4 separate regions of the Mus musculus genome follow, and regions 1, 3 and 4 are each linked to region 2. The links are chromatin contacts, called in public promoter capture Hi-C maps. All regions are on one chromosome and are shown on one strand. The core of a region is the stretch at or near the end of the contact, and the rest is flanking DNA. Distances in the headings are between cores, read along the strand shown.

The links. Promoter capture Hi-C pulls out the DNA fragments that hold promoters and counts their contacts.
Region 1: a promoter capture Hi-C map of pre-B cells shows a contact between it and region 2. The contact joins the promoter of Sptssa here to the promoter of Sec23a in region 2. A contact is called at or near these places in 2 of 39 promoter capture datasets (the C10 cell line and pre-B cells).
Region 3: a contact with region 2 is called in a promoter capture Hi-C map of pre-B cells. The contact joins the promoter of Eapp here to the promoter of Sec23a in region 2. A contact is called at or near these places in 3 of 39 promoter capture datasets (the C10 cell line, cranial neural crest and pre-B cells) and 1 of 484 Hi-C or Micro-C datasets (B cells).
Region 4: a contact with region 2 is called in a promoter capture Hi-C map of pre-B cells. The contact joins the promoter of Snx6 here to the promoter of Sec23a in region 2. A contact is called at or near these places in 3 of 39 promoter capture datasets (cranial neural crest, maxillary cranial neural crest and pre-B cells).

What each region holds. Positions count from the first base shown.
Region 1 is chr12:54,654,977-54,657,893 of GRCm38.p6, forward strand. Sptssa (serine palmitoyltransferase, small subunit A) reads right to left here and starts at 1,596. Exons shown (of 2, transcript NM_134054.2): 1 at 1,396-1,596. The coding sequence starts at 1,507.
Region 2 is chr12:59,010,697-59,013,396 of GRCm38.p6, forward strand. Sec23a (SEC23 homolog A, COPII coat complex component) reads right to left here and starts at 1,321. Exons shown (of 20, transcript NM_009147.2): 1 at 1,150-1,321. Gemin2 (gem nuclear organelle associated protein 2) reads left to right here and starts at 2,695. Exons shown (of 10, transcript NM_025656.5): 1 at 2,695-2,700.
Region 3 is chr12:54,694,528-54,697,227 of GRCm38.p6, forward strand. Eapp (E2F-associated phosphoprotein) reads right to left here and starts at 1,367. Exons shown (of 6, transcript NM_025456.4): 1 at 1,184-1,367. The coding sequence starts at 1,257. It overlaps Gm22513 (a small nuclear RNA gene), which reads left to right and starts at 2,255; the gene lies at 2,255-2,418.
Region 4 is chr12:54,794,364-54,797,121 of GRCm38.p6, forward strand. It overlaps Snx6 (sorting nexin 6), which reads right to left and starts at 1,299. Exons shown (of 14, transcript NM_026998.3): 1 at 1,285-1,299; 2 at 1,091-1,138. The coding sequence starts at 1,290.

The DNA.
Region 1 (2,917 bases), core at 346-2,845, 4.4 Mb before region 2:
TAGCTATGTATTATGTACCTCAGGCAGCCTTGAACTCCCAGCATTCCTCTTGAATCAGCTCTCTGAGCATGGTAATCAGTCATGAACCATCACAGCTGGCTTTCATTATTATTATTTAATGGGGCTTTGTCAACATTAATTGTAGTAAGATAATTATCAGTCAAGATTAACTGCTACCCAGCCTGGTCTACAGAATGAGTTCCAGGACATCCAGGGGTACACAGAGAAACCGTGTTTTGAATTAATTAATGAATTAATCAAAAGATTACCTGCTACTATTGAAAAGTTCCAATTAGGCATAAATTTAAATATAGATGTTATCTGACCTACAAAATCCAAAGAGCAAACTGAAGCTACAAATAAACGATTCGGAAAATCAGGCTTTCTTAATCCGGAGCCCCAAATATACATTCTGGTTATTAAACTTTAGGTTAGGAAATAATTGCTCACAGTAATAGTCTTGCAAGACGCTAAAATTTTTCAAGAGTCAGCTCCAAATAACCTCATGCTATTTCCACACCAGCACCCTTGAAAAAGCTTGCAAAGAAGCTCTACCTCAGTCCTAGGAACGCGTTTGTGAAGTTGTTCCTAACAAAGCTAAACCACAAGAAGCTGAGCGGATGAAATAAGCATGTGATGTGGTATATTCTTTTTATATTAAGGAAAGGAGAAGTGGAGCGTTAAAAGAATGAATTGCTAGTATTTCGTCGACACGGAAATCAGAGGATAGCGGCATAGACATTGGGCGAAAACAAACATCAGGCTTCACAACCTTGAGCTATTCGCTGGAGCTGTTAAAATTAGGCAAGATAACATACACACAAAGTGCTCAGCAAAGTCATCACTCAACAATTCTTAACCGGTGATAAACTAAACAACAAAGCACAGTTTGAAACCCCAGCAAAGTCTTTTCTGGGCACAGCTTGTACCTATGATGCAAAGAAGTCATAAATATAACACACTTTTAAAACTGCCATTTTGAAGCCCAAAAGGCCTTTCAGTAACTTACAAACTGCTTTCCAAAACTGTGTGGGAGTGTCAAGACCACGTACTCACAACCTGGTGAACTGGTTAGAGTTCTATCGCTCCAAATCAGGAATAGCTAAGGGTTAAAGACGCCCAAGCCCGGAGCGATTTGCAGCAACCCTGCCTCAAAGAATACTGAAGGATCAAAAGCAGGCGCGGCCGAAGCGGGACAAGGAAGCACCAGGGGAGACGTCGCCCTCCCGACTGCTTGCAGAAATCAGGATGCCTCCACCTTGGGCAGGGGAATTGCGTACAAGACCCGGATCTCCGCGGTTCCACCTCCCTTGACCCCAAGACACCCCCCCACCCCCTTCCAACCCGGCGCGCGCACCCCTCCACGCCCCAGCCAGGCCAGGACACACAGGATACTGAACACGGTTCGCTCCCAGGGCTCCAGCATGTAGAGCGCAGTGACCAGCAGGTACTGGTAGTAGAACCAGGACATCTGCTTCCATGCTCGCGCCAGCGCCATGCCCGCCATGCGCCTCCCGCGGTGTAGCAGCGTCAGGCGGGCCCGCGGCCCGCTCACCTCCTAAAGCCCCAGGCCTTGGGGCCCGCCCGCCACCACCCTGCGCCCATTGGTCCTGCCGAGCCTGCGCGTCACCGTGTACGCCCAACCCCGCGCGCACCCGAGCGGCCACCGCCGGCTCCTCCTGGCTTGCGCTTATTGGCCAAGCGGCCACTTCGTGTGCTCCTGTCCCGCCCCGCGCCTCGCCCGGAGCGAGCTCCCCAGCCCTGGGAAACGGTCTGGGTTTAAGTGCTAGTTCTGCATCTCCACGCGCACGCATGGCGGTTGCAAGACCGGCTTCAGTCCCCACTGGTGTCCATGCGAGATGGTGCCCTTAAGAGGCCGGATCCTTCAGACCAGCCCAGAAGGATTCCTTTAGAAACCAGTGTATGTAATCTCTCTCCTACCTCATGAATCCCTTCTGGGCCAAGAGATGATAGGGCTGGGTGAGAATGCTACTAAAGAGTCGGGCATGCAAATAAACAGTGCCTTGTGCAAGAGGGAATGCGGGGGTCAAAGAGAATGTGGATGCCAAATGACACCCAGCCAAGAAGATGTTGAAAACTGTAGAAGTAATATGTTCATCAGCTCTTCCCTTCCTCCGAGCACATGCGTGAAAACAGACCTATCTAGGATGCGCGCGCGAGTACACACACACACAACACACACACACACACACGCACTAGTATTCCCTAACCTAAAGACAAAAGAATTGGCCATAGACAGTTGCCAATATTTCTATGACTACACTTAGAAAACAACCATGTAGGTCACAATCAAGAGAAGTGCACTTGATCTAGTGGGTTCTAAAGACAGCTTGAGGTCAGCATGTGATCTGTCTCCTAAAGATTCACTCCTATGACCTGCAGCAGTACCGGCTGTATTCCACTCCTCTAAAGCCCATGCACTGTGTGCTTGTGAAATGACATAATTAAGTAGCCTGCAACTCACATGTCTAAAAGTTTCAAACCTGCTGCTTTAAGCTTTAAAACCTTTCCAGGTTGACAGGTATTAACTTAAATTCCTTATGCTCCTTACGAGCAAAGACCTTACAAACAACAATAGACTTGAGATCTGCTTTCACAAGGTGCCTAGTCATTTTATTTTATTTTATTTCGTCTTGTAGGTTACAGAACATCACGGAGGGAAGCCAAGCCAGGAACTCCAGGCAGGAGATTGAAGCAGAAACCACAGAGGAATACTGCTTAGGAGCATGCTCTTTCTGGCTTGCTCAACTTGCTTTCTTAAACGGCCCAGACCCCACTTGCCTAGCAATGGCACTGCCCACAGTAGGGAGGACACGCCCACCATAGACCAATCTCATGTTCCTCAGCTAAGGTTCCCTCTTCCCAAGTGATTCTAGTTTTTTGTGGAAATGAAAAA
Region 2 (2,700 bases), core at 71-2,570:
TGGAGTTGCTTGTTAACCACTAGTGAGCTGGGGGTTGAGATGAAAGGTATGTGGGTGTGTTACAAATCGTTGTAAATAGGTAATGAGGCACTGTGTGTGTAAGTGTATTACAAGAGGTTGTAAGCCAGTAGTGAGTTCTCTGTGTGAGTGTGTGTTTCTGTGCCCGTGTATGTGTGTGTATTCATGTGGATGAGCAACCAGTGCTCTTAACTTCTGAGCCATCTTCCCAGGCCCAGTTGTAAAATTTCCAATGAAATAGACTGAGTAACAAATTTTTGCTCTTGGGCAATAAACTTCTCTGGCCTTCAAATTTCACATCAGTTATGTGAGAATTTTGGGGGCAATAATAAAATTGGTCATTGAAACAATTAAAAAACAAAGGCCCTCTGATGATGCTGGAAAGAAGGAAGATGTTAGTATACATTTAAATTTAAATTTCTTTCAGTAAATGTGCCTAGCTATCCGTGGTTTAGGGTGGGGTTGTGTTAAGACAGGACAGAAGTTTAGCTGACGAGATGAATTAGACATCTCCAACTCTACTCTACCTATGGATTTATTTACCTCTTCCTGTTCCTCTCCCACAAACAGTAAAGCTCTACAGACAGAATAAATGCCCCAGTGCATGGTATTGCTCAGTTCTGAAACCTGATCATTAATAATCAAGGCCCCAGGCACTAGCTATACCTGGTGGTTTTTTCTTTAACCTTTATAAGGCCCAAGGCCGAATTACAGGTGATGTAGTCACCTGGGTTCAAAGTCTAGGGCACTCCTGGGCAGTCAAGAAACGAACCTAGAGGCCCCAGGGCACAGGAGCCTTGGGCAGGGTTGGCAAAGCGTGTCACCCAGGAGGTGGGGGTGGGTGCAGAGCCAGATGCTCAGACCCTCGGTCTCCATCCTGCTACGGTCCTTCCACCTAAACTAAGAGGACTAAAGACGAGGGCGCTCCGTCGCCATGACAAGCACAGGGTTCAGCGATCTCGGTTCGGCGCTGGGCCACAGCCTCCGGCACGCCCCGCTGCTTATGCGAGAGCACAGCCGGGACAGAGCCAACAATCCTGACACTCCGGCCCGCCGCCCGCCTCCCAGCTCCGACTAAGACCCCGGTGGAGCAGAGGTGGCTGCCACGCTAGTCCTTACCACAGTACCTACCTAGAAGCTCCGTGACGGCCACAGCCTCCGCCTTGCACAGTCGTCAGTCCGCTCCAAAGCCCTGTAGCAGCCGTGGCACCGCAATCAGGGGCGGCCCCGCCCCGCCCCCGGCCTCTTGGAGGGCCTGGGCCAGGACAACATGGCTGGTGCCGCCTCTGCCACGTCAAAGGGGAGGAGGCGGGGAGGGGCGACCAGCGAAGGGGCGGGAACAGTCCCGGAAGAGGCGGGGCGCGCAGGAGGTAATGGGCGCGTTGAGTGGCGGAAAAGATGAACCGGGAGTAATAAAGAGGGTGGGGCGAGCGTGAAAGACGGCCAAGCAAAGCGGAGGGCGGGGACAATTCAGGAAGGGGCGGGGCTAGCAGGAAGCGATGCGATAGCCAGGGCGGTGGAGGAAGGGAGGTAACCGGAGTAATAAAGGGTGGGATGTGGCCGCTCGAGGCCGTGTGTAGGATTAAGGTTAAAATACCTGACTAGGGCATTGCTAGCCCCAGAAAAAAAGAAAAAAAATGTTAACCACCAGATGTAGCTTTCACGTCTACTGTTTGCTTGAACGATTGTTTTTGTTTTCTAGTATATAGAAAAGGCTCTTGCAAGTTTTTTTCCTGACATTGTATCCGTGTCCAAAGAGGAGAAAGAACGAAGCACGAGTTAACAATTATTTGAAGTATTCGCTAGAAAATAGATGCTCGGATTCTCCTCTAATTTTGGGTTTTCGTCTGTGTGTTGTCAAGAGCCAATGAGAAGGCTTGGCTCAGGGACCTCACTTGCCTAGAACTCATAAGGCAGAAAAAGAAACTTTACTCCCAGAAGTTGTATTCTGACCTCCTCACCGACCCACAAGCAATCGCAAAATAGTAATTTTAAAGTTTTTAAGTATCTCACTCGGCTAGTGGTGATGGTTCATGCCTGTAATCTCAATAGTCAAGGTTAAAAAAAAAAAAAAAAAAAAAAAAAAAAAGGCAGCCCAGCTTACGTTACACTGCAAACTGTAGACCCTTCTAAGCCACAGAAGAGACAGTCTCAAAAACCTAAAAATTATCCTCGTGTGATACTTGGTACTCCAGAAGCTGAGGCCAGGGGATCGGATCACTACAAGTTTGAGACTCCTTGAGCTACCTAATGAGTTCCAGAACAGCCTCAACTAAACTTTAAGATGCTATCCGAAAAAGTGAAAAACAAAACAAAAAGTTCTGCATTCATCCACTCTGTTCCCCGCGAAGTCAGAAAGACACCACCCTAAGGGGTTGTAAGATTTAGACGAATGTAACGTGTTTACAAATGGTTAAAGGCTTTAGTACTCTAAAAATGACGATTATAGCGATATTGTTCATTAATTTTAAAAATATTAAAGATTTCAAAGTTCATCCTCAGTCCCTGCCGCCTACCCAAGCTTTAGACGAGAAAATGGGATTAGACAGAGCGACCTAGAAACTCTTCAGGAACCACTTCTGCCAGGAATTATTCTCGAGCGCTACATTCCACCACCGGTGCCATAAGCTTGATGCAACCAGCAGGTTTCTTGTGTGGCTCCGCCCCCTTGCGCCTGTAGCC
Region 3 (2,700 bases), core at 117-2,616, 4.3 Mb before region 2:
AGGGCCAGCAAGATAACTCAGCAGCAGACAAAGGGCTTGTCACCAAGCCTCATGACCTGAGTTCAATTTCTGGGACCCACATGGAAGGAGACAAGTTGTAGATTAAGACGCGGAGAAAAAAGCCAGGCGTGAGCTGGGCGTGGTGGCGCAAGCCTTTAATCCCAGCACTCGGGAGGCAGAGGCAGGTGGATTTCTGAGTTCGAGGCCAGCCTGGTCTACAAAGTGAGTTCCAGGACAGCCAGGGCTATAGAGAAACCCTGTCTCAAAAAAAACAAAACAAAAAAAAAAAAAAAAAAAAAAAAACTGCGGGAAAAAGAACAACAAAGCAAAAGCCAGCTGCAAGAAATGCCTTGGACATTTTTTTCTTGTTTTAAGACAAAATCTTACGTAGCCCAGAACCAGCTTTGAACTCTTCACCCTCTGGCCTCCTAAATGATGGGATTATAGGCATACACTACCATGTCTGACTTAATTCATTTAACTTTTAAATTACAGTTTTAAAAATGTTGTGTATAGCCGGGCATGGTGGCGCATGCCTTTGGTCCCAGCACTTGGGGGGCAGAGGCAGGCGGATTTCTGAGTTCGAGGCCAGCCTGCTCTACAGAGTGAGTTCCAGGACAGCCAGGCTATACAGAGAAACCCTGTCTCGAAAAACAAAAGAAAGAAAGAAAGGAAGAAAGGAAGGAAGAAAGAAAGAAAAATGTTGTGTATATGGGCATATGGGTGCTATGGCATGCGTGTGGAGATCATAACTTAAAAAAAAAAAAAAAGCCCATTCCTTTTTTTTTTTTTTTCCATTCTCTATTCCCTAGTTTCTACTTGACAGTCTTCAAGATAAGTACTTCGTGCTAAGGGCCAGGCCCTCACTAGCTTAGGACACTGTCCCATACTTGTATTTCCATTTACAGATGCGAGGCCGAGAACTGACTTGCCTTCGGTCACAGTGCTAGTAAACGGTAAACAGGGTTCCATCTAAGGCTTCACGCCTGGGGGCCCACGTAATTCCGGAACATCCCTCTTCCCGCACTGCTGTCCATCCTGGTTCCCTAGAGACTGAGCAGCGCCATCAAGCGCCCCGAGGCTCCCGCAAGTGAAGCGGACGACACTGCGCCCAGGGACGGCCGGCGCGAACAACACAACGGCCTCAGCCAAGGCAGGGCGGAGACGCGGGGCAGCGGCCCACCTGCTCAGAGCCGGCTCCTCGTCGCTCGGCTCTTCCACCGCGTACGGGTCATAGTCATCCTGGAGTCGGTTCATGGCGACCTGAGGACGCCTACACCGCCCCGGCGTCTGTGTACTCCGCCAGCGCCTTCCCCAAAGCTTCCCGGAGACTCCACTTCCGCCCGTACTGCGAGTCCTTCCTGTGCGCCTGCGCAAGCCGTCCAGTGACAAGGATGCAAGAGACGGGGCGTGCGGAGGGTCAATGTTAACACGTCTCTACGTTTTCTTTTCCGCTGAAAATAGCAGTTGTCTTTGTGCATTTTTCTTCTCGCCGCCGCCGCCGCCGCCACCTCCTCCTCCTCCTCCTCTTAACTTAAGCTTTATTTAGGTTTTGAAAAGGTCTCACTAACCCAGTCTAACCTGTAACCAGTTATGTAGCCCAGGCTGGCTTCGCTCTGCTTACCGTGACCTGCGGAGAGCTGAGATTACAGTTGTATATCACTATCCAGTCAGATTTATTTCTTCAAAGTTGTTATCTTAGCCCTTCTCTCATGGTTTTTATTAGGTTTATTGGCTGTGTGCAAGTAAATAATGTATAATAGACCTACTCAGAAAAACACCACGGAAAAACGATTTTTCTTTTACTAGTTAAACTTAACAAGGGTGGATCTCTTAGAATCCTGTCCTCCGCTAGCAGAAACTGAATTGAGCTAAAAAAAACTTTTTCTTTGCCCAGAGCCTGGGCAGAAGCTTAGGTTTTGAATTCCAGATTCGATTGCCCACTACCAACAAACCCCGCCCCCGCCTCACAGCCTTAGTGGGCGGAGTCGCGTTGAGGGGCCTACAGACGAGTTCCCGCGGCGTCACCACAAAGGCGTGGAATATGTAGATGAGAATTTCACGCAAAGGCTACCGGTTCTCCCTAAATAGACATTTTTTTCCGTTATTGATAATATTTACATAATATAAGCGTATATTTATGGATCAAGGTTAGAAAAGAGAATATAATGTAGAGAAGACGCATTGAGGAAGAGACCGTAGTTATAAAGTAAGTATACAATGATGGAGAGCCTGCACACGGCACTCGCAACTCATACTTACCTGGCAGGGGAGATACCATGATCACGAAGGTGGTTTTCCCAGGGCGAGGCTCATCCATTGCACTCCGGATGTGCTGACCCCTGCGATTTCCCCAAATGCGGGAAACTCGACTGCATAATTTGTGGTAGTGGGGGACTGCGTTCGCGCTCTCCCCTGGCATTTTTGTTGAAAAAATAGAAAACATTTACTTTAGCATTGCGAAAGACTTGCTTTCTACCTGGTGTTTTAGTTTTTTTTTTTTTTTTTTTTTTAAAGATTTATTTATTTATTATATATAAGTACACTGTAGCTGTCTTCAGACACTCCAGAAGAGGGCATCAGATCTCATTACGGGTGGTTGTGAGCCTGGTTGCTGGGATTTGAACTTCGGACCTTCGGAAGAGCAGTCGGGTGCTCTTACCCACTGAGCCATCTCACCAGCCCTAGGTTTATTTTTGA
Region 4 (2,758 bases), core at 49-2,548, 4.2 Mb before region 2:
TGGGAGGCAGGAAAAAAATTGCTTTGTACAAGGAAACTTGTTTCAAACCAAGTTTCTGGACAAGTGTGAGCTGCTGAGTGATAAAATGGTGACAATGAAACTTTGCTTAGTGGCAGTCATACATTAGTAACAGTGCACCTGTACAAGGCTCTACATGCAATGCTATCTTTCACTAAGACAAATGGAGTGCTGCTGGGGGGATGCAGTGGGAGCGAGAAATGAGACCTTTGAACAAGGGGCAGGAAGCGGGGAGGGGGGAGAGTGGTCAAAGGATACAAACTTTCAGTTTTAAGTTCTGGATACTTAATGTACAGTGGAGTGACTAATAATAATGGATACTTGAAACTCTGCTGAGAGCAGACCAAGTGCTCTCCTCAAAAAAGAAAATGAAGGTACCTGAGTAAGGTCCCGAGTGAGGTCTGTGTTCATTAACTTGACAATGGTAATTATTTCACAACCTCTACACGCATCAAAATATCACGCTGTACATCTTTATATAAATTATTATTTTGTAAGTCATACCTTAACATGAGCTAGAGATGGGAGACAATATCGAGAGAATCCTGAAAAGGATGGGGATTGAGGAATATACTAGAAAAAGTAAAGATACTGAAAGCGACCCGTTCTTTAAAAATCTTTTAGGGCAAAACTGAGATTTGCTGATTGCAAAAAAATCATTACAAAAGAGTAAATTTAGACCAAATCCATACCATTCAGCAGAGAAAGGAGAAACGAGGTTCCAGAAAGCCACAGAAAGATTTTGACGGTACCACCGGGAAGGTCTGAAAATGGGTTTCGTGGCCCAGAGAGTCAAGGATGGGGGCGTTCCAACCCGGCCACCCCACCTGCAGCGGGGCCTGGGAAAAGCAAGCTCAGCACAGGGTTGGATCGCCCACCTAGGGCGAGAAAGCGGCCACGGGACCAGCGGAACCGAGAAGCGCCCGACCCCAGGGACGAAGGGCTGCAGAAGGGCGGGGCGCGCGTCGCGGAGGTCGGGAGGGCGACCCAGGGCGGCAGCGCAGCCTGGACCCCTTCTCGGGCCACGGCGGGGGAGGGACCGAGGGTCGAGACCACAGAAGACACAACTTACTCCGCGGTCTTCCTCCGAGAGGAAGTCGGGGCCGTCATCCAGGCCTTCCTGTGGGGTCGGCGGGCCCAGCACACCGAAGGGGAGGCAGGGAAAGGGGGAGACACAAAGAGAGACATTAGCGCCCAGCCCGCGCCGTCCCCGCGCCCGCCGCCCCCACCGCGCGCCCCGAGTTCGGCGCCGCCGTGAACACCCACCATCATGGCTGCTTCGAGTCCAGGGCTCGCGCAGTCGCACAAGCAAGGCCACGAACCTAGTCGGCCGCGCGGGTGGGGCGGAGGGCGGAGCCGAGCGCCAGCCCCGCCCCCCGCCCGCTCTAGGAGGGGGAGCAGTCCCTGAAGGGGAAAGGACGCAGGGTCCTTTGCTCCAGGTAAGAGGGAGGGTTGGCCCAGAGCGATAGTCGCTGCTCACTGCTGGCGAGCTCAGGCTTGGGAAGGCCCCAGGGCCACCCGGAGAACGGTCCACGTCTCTTGCCCCCGAGGGCCCCTAAAAAACTGTACCAGTACTCCCAGGAAGTCACAGTAAATATTCTTGTCTTTGTATTGAGTTACATGATGATTAATCACCATTAATACCATATTGCCTGTGGAAGTTTCAGGAGCCAAAAGCCTTCACACAATAAGCAGACAGGGGCTATAATCAAGCTTTTACTGCTGGGGAAGTAATAACTACCTCAGTTTGGGGTGCTAATGACCGAGCACTATAAAAACAGAGCCGTTCTCATTACAAGAGTATTCCTTGCCTGTATACTAAGAAACAATCGCCAGACCTGATCTAACTGTCCAGCTGAGTAGCAGGAAAGGAGCATCCACAGATGCTTCAAGAAAATAATCCCTTGGGCCAGCATGTTGGTTTAGCAGTGAGGAAAAGTACTTGCTGCTAAGCCTAGAGGCCTGAGTTCAAGCCCCAGGACTGACCCACAAGGTAGAATGGTACTGCAGATTGTCCTTTCACACACACAAAACCAATAAATAAATAAATTTTATAAAAATAATCATTTCTAACTTACCACACTTCACTTCTACAAAGGATCACTCAAGCAAAGCTGTGTCTCCACTTTTATTTATTTATTTATTTATTTATTTATTTAGAGACAGGGTTTCTCTGTATAGGCCTGGCTGTCCTGGAACTCACTCTGTAGACCAGGCTGGCTTCTGACTCAGAAATCTGCCTGCCTCTGCCTCTGCCTCCCAAGTGCTGGGATTAAAGGCGTGTGCCACCACCGCCCGGACTATTGTGTCTCCACTTAATGACATCATCACTCTCAAGGTCCAAGCCTGGTTTCGACTTGTCCTCTTCAGATCCTTCATCTCCTCATGCCTCACATCCAAACAAATACCACCGTGTCTGCAATTGACTCATTTTCTCCACCTCCCTTCCTACACATATACATGTAAATAACGATCTGCTGGTGTGAATCTTCTCTCCACCCCTGGCCTTACTAGCATCTCAGCCTTCCTGGCTCTGACAATGACACCCTAATTTCAGCCAAGAAGCAGTTACAGAGAGATTCCATTGCCCTTTATCATCAACAAAAAGTCTGAAATGACCAAAGTGCACATGCTGGCCAGCCTCCAGGCTCTCAGCATCTCAAATATCTACTACAGGGCCCATGATGGCAGCCCAGCTCCTCTTAGCTCTTCTCACCCTGCCCCTACCCTAAACGTCTCC